Regions from separate parts of the Xenopus tropicalis genome. Here region 2 is linked to region 1. The links are chromatin contacts, called in public Hi-C maps. All regions are on one chromosome and are shown on one strand. Each heading gives the region's core, a stretch centred on a gene start, on an enhancer-like site or on the middle of the called end of the contact. The rest is flanking DNA. Distances are from core to core; before and after follow the strand shown. Region 1 holds the start of tor1aip2 (torsin-1A-interacting protein 2). Region 2 holds the start of hccs (holocytochrome c synthase).

Region 1 (5,009 bases), core at 1,826-4,325:
AGTCGCTGGGGGGGGCTGGAGAAAGCTGAAGGGGAGCCAAAGGAAGTCGCTGGGGTGTTGGAGGCAGCCGCAGGGGAGCCAGAGGAAGTCGCTGGGGGGGCTGGAGGAAGCCACAGGGGAGCCAGAGGAAGTCGCTGGGGGAGGGGCTGGAGGAAGGTGCAGGGGAGCAAAAGGAAGTCGCTGGGGGGGCTGGAGGAAGCCGCAGGGGAGCCAGAGGAAGTCGCTGGGGGAGGGGCTGGAGGAAGCCACAGGGGAGCCAGAGGAAGTTGCTGGGGGAGGGGCTGGAGGAAGGCGCAGGGGAGCCAGAGGAAGTCGCTGGGGGGGCTGGAGGAAGCCGCAGGGGAGCCAGATGAAGTCGCTGGTGGGGGGCTGAAGGAAGCCGCAGGGGAGCCAGAAGGACGCTGGGGGGGTGTTGGAGGATGCTGGGGGAGGGGGGGAGCTGGGGGATGCTGGCTGCCAATGTTTTATGGGGGCCCTGGCTACCAATGCCTGTCCTGTGTGTACTGATGGGAGGGGCCATTGGGGGGCAGGGCATGGGAGGGCCCAGACAATTTTGTTGTGAGGGGCCCTGTGATTTCTGATGGTGGCCCTGTTTACAATCTATGTCAAATGTAATACTAGAAACGGGACCCAGTGCAACAAAAAACAAAAAATCAGTCAAGTTAGTTAGGGTCTCTTACCTCAACTATAAACTCTGGGTCTGCGATGCCTAAACATGAGGGAGTATAAGGCGCCCTTAGAGTAGATAGGTTTCTGTTCAAATTTGTAAGGTAGGTCTACAATTGAAAAGCTGTGTATAAAGTCTGCTGCTGCTGCTGAGGTAGAAGCTTCAGAAGAATTTTCAGTGTTGATATTTAGGAAATATGGGGTTCCCATTAGTCCCCCTTTCAGGGGTGAGGCCCTATTTCAGGACCTTGGCGTCTGGAGAAAAGTGTCTTTATACTGTGTCTCACCTGCAACTATTGGCTTGAAGAGTGTCCATATTTTCAGCTCACCTACCCAATGTTTCTGCTGTTGCATTGACAATAGCAGCAAACTATAACCTACTGACATTATTTTTTTTGTGCCCAGGTGACTACTACAGACCTCTATTTTTAGAAGTCTCGCCACCATTGTGGCGTCCATATTACCAACCTAATCTATTAAATGACATGTAAAGCCTACAATGTATATTAGTTGGGAATGTCTCCCCCACCCAAATGGCATTATTTGTACTGCATATATCCCCTCCGTTTGCCAGCACCATCACATTTTCCTAAAGCAAATAGCAGCTTTCACCCAGTGGCCATTTTTCCTCTGATACATAATCAGATACATTTAAATCCGCAAACAGCATACACATACACAGACCCTTATTCAGCATACATTTTATCAAGCATACAGGCACAACTGTCTCTGATAAAATTTCTGCTTTGTTTGAGCTGAGCTCAGGAGAGGAGGTTAGGAGAAAAAAATTGAAGCAGACAGCTAGAGCTGAGTTTCTATGGGAACCAGCAATGCCATCTCTTCACTGGCTGCTAGACTGAAGTGCGTGTTTAGTAATCTGAGCTGAGAACAACTGAGCATGTCTGGCAAGCCAGAAATCAAATCAAATTCCCGAGGGGGGCCTGGGTGGGTTACAGAAGGAAATCTAAGTGATTAAGGGGATGCTGCAGCCTTACTATTAACCTCTGAACAACCAAAGTGGCAGGTATTGAAAGATTTCAAAGAGGCTGTTCACTGATTACATTTTTGTGTGTAGGGTTTACATGTCCTTTAACTACCTTGCAAGGACTAAACATGCTATTCAGTCACCCACTTAGGAAATATATTTCCTAATTAAAATACTAGGCAAAATCCATCATGCAATTTTTTTTTTGCATAAAGAGTAGAGATTTGTAAAAGTCATTAAGGGTGACACACAGAGCTACTAGTAGCAGCTACTTGTCGTGGCTACTTAAATAGACAATGCTAGTTAAATAGACAATTTACTGATAATTGTCTCAATGTGTGTTTTAGCAGAGGCATTTCTTAGTATTGTCTATGGCAGGTTATTTTCTGGAGTTTAGTAGCCTTGAAAAAATAGCTGCTACTAGTAGCCCAGTGTGTCTTCACCCTAAGGGCAGTGGCACACGGGAGATTAGATCCCCATATCTAATCGGTTAGAAATCGTAGCAATGCATATGCCATTCCGCCGGCGATTTACATTCTTGCCAGTGGGATGGCATTGCAGGGTGATTAGTCACCTGCGGCAATGAAGATTTGTCGTGGGGATACTTATCTCCCCATGCCTCGAGAGGAAACTTCCGCGATTTCACTGAAATCGCGCCACCACGTATGCCATCCCACCGGCGATTTACATTTTCGCCGGTGGGATGGCATTTTGGGGAGATTAGTCGCGGGCGACTAATCTCCCCGTGTGCCAGAGCCCTAAAGCTGATGGCAGACGTGGCGTAGGGCTGATATTTTCGGCAAGCGGAAAAACGCTTGGCGAAAATACAGCCCTACGCCTGCTACTTGTGCCTGCACCCGAATGAATGAGATACGCTCGGGTGCAGGCACATGTAGCCGATATACGCATGAAAATGCTAGACTTTGCATTATCTCGCTTTTTCATGCGTATATCGGCTACATGTGCCTGCACCCGAGCGTATCTCATTCATTCGGGTGCAGGCACAAGTAGCAGGCGTAGGGCTGTATTTTCGCCAAGCGTTTTTCCGCTTGCCGAAAATATCAGCCCTACACCACGTCTGCCATCAGCCTTAAGCAGCATGTCTGTTTATTTTTTTGACTCTTGAAACAAGATTGCAAGCCAGAAGATAAAAGCATATCAAAAGAACTGGAAGAGACCAGGCTCTTGTTACATGCAAAACTCTAACCAACCAGAAAACAGAAAAAAAAACACTGCTTTTGACTGCAATTTTATTTACAAATACCTTTCAAAACAATTGAAACATTCTATTGAATGTATAGTGGAAAGTTTCTTAGAATTATATTTGTTCCCCTTTCTGGTGGAGGACCCATATAAATGGTATCTGGTAGTGTTTAATGAGTAATCTGGTAATGGAATTATTTCCTCCATGTCTCTGACAACCATTTCTTGTGACAATATGACCAAAACGGTTCCCCTACAGAAAAGGTTCCTCATATACTTTTGGAGACAGGCCCAAACCGGTAATCTGTGGGATCTGGTAAATGCCAGAAGGGCCGCTGTAAAATGCTGTAGACAAACTGGGACAGGCAGCATATCTATAATATAGATTATTATTAATAAAAATAACATACAGGTTTTACAATCATAGAAGTGCACGGTGGATTGTACGGGAAGCTTACTTTGATTAATCTGTAAAGTATCCCAATAACTTATGGTTACCATTTGTCTCTGTACCATGGGGACAGGCCCCGTTTCAAGACCTCCTGCCCTGTTGAAAATTGCCCTGTGGACCATCCCCAGTAGCTGAAATAAAGTTTAGAAGTCCCTGTGTAATGACAGGCAGCACCCAGTCCGGAAACAAACCTCATTGAGCAAAGCAAATGTCTGTCAAGTAATGTGCTTTATCATTGGCTACAAGTGTGAACCAAATGTAGCCAATCACCGCCTCAGAAAACCATCCCCCTAGCAACCATTGGCATGGCAAGACACAGAGGAAGAACTAGAGATCTGCTGTCAGCCCCACCCCTTCCCCCTCCGATATCCTTCACTGTGCCTGCACGGCTTCTTCCTGAAACTGCTCTCCTGCCCTCTGTGATGTGGTACTCTCTCCTGCTTCTTGTTAGGTAAGTGCAGCGATCTGTACTACAACTCTGGTATTCCTCTCAGCCTGACAGTATTGTGATGGGTAGCTCTTCCTGCTCACTCCTTCAGTTTCAAACTTCAAGGCGTGAAAGTTAAAAACAGAATATTAGTGCCTGGCTGTAGTGCAGAGCTGTTATCACCTAATGATCTTTTATTAGTAAAGCAACAGCAGCACAGAGCAGGGAGCACTAAGGGAAGGGAGTCTGAGTGTTTGGGCAGGGTTATTTCACTGTATACCTCCAGCTGCTTTTGCTGTACACGTTTTATTCTTGAAAAGTTATTTGTATAATATAATACTTTACTTACTTAATTAAATTGCCACTGTTTTATTCTGCTATGAATTCTGGGGGGCATTATACATGAAATAGACAATATTTTATTCTGCTATGAGTTCTGGGGGGCATTATACATGAAATAGCCACTGTTTTATTCTGCTATGAGTTCTGGGGGGCATTATACATGAAATAGCTACTATTTTATTCTGCTATGAGTTCTGGGGGTATTATACATGGAATAGCCACTGTGTGGTTTATTGGAGGTGTGGCTTCCAAAGTGGGCACGCCACCTTTCTGCCCCCTGTCCCCGGATTTCATTCTAGAAATCTGGTCACCTTACAATAACCCAACCCCTTTAGTACATGCCTTAGTTTTATAAGAACTTTGTAATATTATTTGTCCACGATGAGACTGTAACCATCTCTTGTTACAATAAAGCTATCGCACAAATAAGCCTTTTTCCTGCTCTAATACCACTTCAGTGCCTCACAACATGCAACTACATATCCCATATAGCCTTGCTGCTGTTTCTCCTCCCTTTCCCACAGTCCTTGGCTATGTTTGTGTTAAGCTGGCCATACACGTGGCGATCTGACGATGTTTCGTGCGACAAAACATCGTCAGATCCACCACACACCATTCAGGGCTGAATCGGCAGGTAAGGAGGTAGAAACAATAGGATTTCTACCTCCTTCTGCCGATTCAGCGCTGAAGGGAGATTTTGGTCAGGCGCCTTCTATGGCGCCTGATCAAAATTTTCCAACTGGTCCGATCGGCGAGTCGGCCGATATCAGCAGCTTCCTGCGATACCGGTCGACTCGCCGACATACCATACACGCACCGAATATCGTACGAAACGAGGCAGAATAGTTTAGGTGCTACTGCTATTTGTCACTCTTATTTCTGCGCCGTGTATGCCATCGCCGGTGGAATGGCATACACGGCGCAAAGATTTGCCG
Region 2 (5,009 bases), core at 1,413-3,912, 490 kb after region 1:
TATACTGTAGAACGAATGTGCTCATACAGAAAATGGCAGGGTTAAGACTAAATCTACATTTTGCAAATTTTCCACCAACAACATTGGAGACAGATGGGCCTATATTAAGGATGTATTATATGTGATTTCCACAGGCATATCATACCATATTGCTGGGATCAATGTCATCCTTTACTCCTGATCTCATTGGACACTGAACATATCTATAGGCCTCTTCTTGATGTGTAGGCCCAGAACAGTTTTCTGTATTTTGTATAGATTCCTTGTGCATGGGACAGCCTAGAAAATACATAAGATTAAAACAAAAAAAAACATTTCCACTCACAATCACCTATTGTCTATCAGATAATAGAAATTATATATGTTAGAGAAAGGGCTTATCATACAAGCAATGCCTCTGAATTATGCCACATGTTAGAACTCTAACTAGAATACGTGAAGCATCAAGACTAAATGCTGAATGGATAGGTAGCTATCCAAAATGGCAGCACATCAAACCTTGCAGGCTGGTACAATTATAAACCACAAGGTTAACAACATTATATGGAGGCATTTAGTTTACAATTTTCTAGTAATTTTTCTAGAAAAATAAGAGATTTTGTTAAAAAAAATTTAAATTTTTTTTAAATTTGACTAAACTATTAAAGGAGAAGAAAAGTCTCAATCATTGGGGGCTGCCAAATGTAAAGTACCCCCCTCAGTGACTGTAACCACTTACCTGATACCTCAGGCTGGTGTTTCGGTTAGAAGAAAACTGCACCGGCCTGGGGCACATGCGAGCAGGTGATCATCTTCTTCGCTTGTTCTTTCTTCAAAATTCCAGAGCCAATGCATGTGCAGTAGAGTGAAAAAGTTGGCTTTTTTGTTAAAGTTCTGGTTTTTGCTCTACTGTGCATGGGCACCTGACGTAAAGTAAGAAGGATGAAGAGAATCGCTCACCTCACTCGTACCCAGGTGAAGTTTTTTGGTAACAGGAGCACCAGCCTGGGGTATCAGGTAAGTGATTAAATCACTGGGGGTGCCTAATATTAAAAAAAGAACATCTTACAAATTCCTTCTCTTAACCTTCAAAGCCCTCCATTCCTCTGCTCCTCACTACATCTCTTCTTTTGTGTCTCTGTATGTTCCTGGCCGACTCCTTTGGGCCCCCACTACTACTGCTGTCTCCCGCCTTAAACCTTTCTGCCCCTTACATTTGGAATGCCCTCCCCGATTTCCTCCAGAGAGAATCCTCCCTCAGTCTTTTTAAAACTAAACTTGACTACCTTTTGGAGCACTCACCCAGCACCTGATCTGGGAACTGGCACTTATATTATATTGTCACCCACTGTAACCCGCAGCACTTATATTTGCCTATTTGTGTCTGTAAGTTACCCTCCCATATAGATTGAAAGCTCTACGGGGCAGGGACCTCCATCCTCTTATGTCTTTGACTCTTAACTTATTGCAACTGTATCTTGTATTTATTTATTTGTATTTATTCTTATACTTTGTATTTATCTATTTTTATCTCAATAACCCCGTTTGTATTAATGTATTCTACTGTACAGCGGTGCGTACATAAGTAGCGCTTTATAAATAAATATATACATATTCGGCACCCCCCAGTGACTGAACCCTTTTTTCTCCTTTAAGGTAAAAAATCTTACAGCATGAAAGGGAAAAGGGTTTGTAGACAACACACATTCTGTAATATCCAGATTACAGGTATTTAATCAGTTTGCACTTAGATTGGAATTAAGCAAACACCAGTACCTTCCATCTTCTTCTGATGCATTGGACATTCTGCTGGGTGGGTCTTTGCTGATTCAGTAGATGATTGTGAAGGAATACTTGATGGGTTTATAGCTGAAGCTCCCATTCCTTCCATCTTCTTCTGATGCATGGGACATTCAGGGGGAGGTGATTCTGCCGAGTAGGTCTTTGCAGATTCAGTAGATGACTGTGGAGGAGCACTTGATGGAGTTGATGCTGAAGCTCCCATGTCAGCTGTTTAGCAGAAAGTTAAACACACATTGTAGCCTCAAAAATGTTAAAAATATACAGAAACTGAACAACAACAAATTAAATAAAAGGTTTTCCACATTTGTAATATGTTTTATATGTAATCTTGCAGCCATTTTAACTCTACCACTGTACTGAGTAGATCCCTACTCAGATACAGACTCTTCATTGTGAATCCTATCCACAGAGCAAGATTATGATTCATATTAGTAGTAGATGGGCTTATTGCCACACTACCTGCCAAACTCAATACCTTCACAGGAAGCAGAACAAAAAACCTTTAACCACCATAACTGTTCTACATTTTCAGAAACAGCAGCTCACAAGGCGTTGCCAAACTACAACTCCCAACTACCTTCCACTTGGAGCCCCCACATGTGTTAGAGATCACCTTCTGCCCTAGACATGTTCCCTGCACCACTCTCACCCATAGAGGTCACCACATAGAGGTCCCAACAAGCCTTTTCTCCTACCAGGAAAATGCGTTGCACATAAATAGTCGCAGCAAAATGAACACAACCCTAGGGACCAGTGACACAAATCTACCTTCTCGCAATGCGAAAGCAATTACCTGCCCTTTACCGGAGCGCAGAACACCTCTAAATGATGGCGCGCACAGTTATGACGTCACCCACTCTGCACGTTATCCTTAGCGTGCCAAGCCTCGATTTAGGTTTTTTTTTTAGCTCCGCCTTAAGTAGTTATAATGAGAACGTTATCTTACTGACGCGTACTACTGGACATGTGATGTAGGTGAGCAGCGCCCCCACCTGTTGGTTTCCTCCGCGTATTCCCGAGCGGCAAGTAGATATTGTTGGGTGATGGCGCCACCTAGTGAACGGCCGCTGCATTGGCTGGGGAGAAGGGGAAGTCTCGCGTTATGTGGCCATAGACATGTCTGAGTCGGCGTTGGAGGAGGTTGCAGCGTTGTCTGCGATATACTGTAGGGTCGGGGAATGTGAAGTACTCTCCAGTTCAGGTGATTCTTTGTAAATGGCACAAATGTTTATACGTGACAACTAGAAGAGTTCGGGTCTGATGGCGTCTCCCTGCTCACTAAGCCACGTCCTTAGGGGGATGTGAAGCCACAAATAAAAATGTCGCTTAATAAAAGAAAATATAATTCTAAGCAACCTCCCAACATGTATTTATTGCACACTACAAGTCGCAAGCTGTTCCCATCCTCATATGCACTGCTGGTTCAGAGTTTTGACAGAAAGTGGCAGCCTTGCATACTTCTTTGCTGGTTCTTTAATCATTTTGACGTCTGCAACATTGTGTGTAAAGTCCGAACCACTAGGGCTTTCAGTAGCAGTTATACTTACAAGTGTCTAAAGTTATATAATCAGTGTATAATGGAAAGTTGCTTAGAATTATATTCTCTTGCAACAGGAAAATGTACTTTGGGTTTGTCTCCTCTTTAAAATGAAATCATCTTGTGATTATAAGCATGAACAGCACTTTACGCTGTCAGATAAAGGGGTCAGGGGTATGTTGTAGTCAATGGAACAGGACACTACCTTCAAGCTGTTGGAGAAGTACAACACTCCCCATTAGTTCAGATGCTATAGACCAGCTGTGCACAAGAGATAGTGATCTACCACACCAGTAAATCTTAATTCGATAAAGAGAAGATCATAGCAGAAACAACTGTTCCCATCACCATTTTATATATTACACATTATCCACTTGTAGTAACTATTGCTTGAAAAAATAATGGAAATTGTTGGAGCAGATGTGTTTCCTTCCCAGGCTTCCATTGGTTTTTGCATACATACACAAGAGTTTTTTTCTTTGACTGTTAATGTGATCATTCCTGGGAAGTGGGATCAGATTCGGAATCTCTTGCATTCGGTTATATGGAGTGAGCCCTATATAGTGAGATTATAAGCAAAGTGCAAATATAGCTCTGGACTCATGTACTACGTAGATAAGGATATATCACTGCTGTCAACTTTGTCAGCTTCAGAAAGGATTCCCTTCATTTGAAATACCATTGATAGTTGTAGAAAAAAAGTTCCTTGGAGGCTGGCTCCTTATATGATATGGCTACCAAACGCAGTGTATCAAATTGGGATGATCTGATCCTTTGGCCCCTTGGCCAGTGATCATAATTCTAGTTTATTCTAGTTTATTCACAGGCTGGAGGGGCAGAATCAGCAGATTTTATCGGCCATGAAAATAAACCACTGGTTGGATTCTTATTCACAAATTGGCATTAAAGTGCACATTTTTGCTTTGTATCAACACTGCAGTTCAATTATTCAAATGCAAAGTGAGTTTTGGACAAAAAATAAAATAAAAAAGCAAAAAACACTGAAATATATGAGCCTTTTTAGTTTAAGGCAATTTCCATCCATGGACATGCTAGTTTTCCTTTAATAGCTATATTTCTTTGTACAAAGTCATGTTCAAGGAACGCAGCTGGCACTTAGGCTATAAGTAATGAGTTCCATATCATTTGTTCATGGTAATAATAGCAAAGCATTTTCTTTATGACTTGATGTTTTTGCAGATAGAAATTTTAGACACGTATGCATTTTATGCTAATCTTTTCGAAATCCCCCTCTTTGAATATTTGTAGTAAATGTGCTGATAAAGCCGCATTAAGAACAAAATGACATCAAAGTTTTATGAGGTCTGACTTTATTAGCACAATGAAAGCCGGCACAATAATAATTCACTTGTTTATTTCCAGCACCACTGCACTGATATACAGTTAAAGGGGTGCAAACATTACAATATAAATTCATCTAATAAAATGAATATTTTTGGAAGTTGGGAACTAGTTCTGTCCTGAAGGATTCAGCTGCCTAAACTGACAGGATCTCCTTGTTTCTCTGTTGCTGCCACTATTTTGCTTTTGGGCTTTAAGTAAGTGTAGAAACTGCCCTGTATTTTAGTGACTGGGGAAACGATAACTGCCCATAAGGCCCCCCATCCACTTTAAGAACTACAGCACATATGAAGTGTGACTGCTGCTGCTGTTTTAAAATCCAACGCTG

What was found. Hi-C and Micro-C count contacts between places; a contact is called where the count stands out from the background.
Region 2: a Hi-C map of neurula embryo shows a contact between it and region 1, with 3 times the contacts expected there. The contact joins the promoter of hccs here to the promoter of tor1aip2 in region 1. A contact is called at or near these places in 2 of 5 Hi-C or Micro-C datasets (brain and neurula embryo).

Annotation. Positions count from the first base shown.
Region 1 is chr4:101,253,788-101,258,796 of UCB_Xtro_10.0, forward strand. It overlaps tor1aip2 (torsin-1A-interacting protein 2), which reads left to right and starts at 3,076. Exons shown (of 4, transcript XM_002936965.5): 1 at 3,076-3,756.
Region 2 is chr4:101,747,639-101,752,647 of UCB_Xtro_10.0, forward strand. hccs (holocytochrome c synthase) reads right to left here and starts at 2,663. Exons shown (of 7, transcript NM_001005708.2): 1 at 2,576-2,663; 2 at 1,756-1,989; 3 at 146-279. The coding sequence starts at 1,984. rwdd3 (RWD domain containing 3) reads left to right here and starts at 2,872. Exons shown (of 4, transcript NM_001017275.2): 1 at 2,872-2,983. The coding sequence starts at 2,899.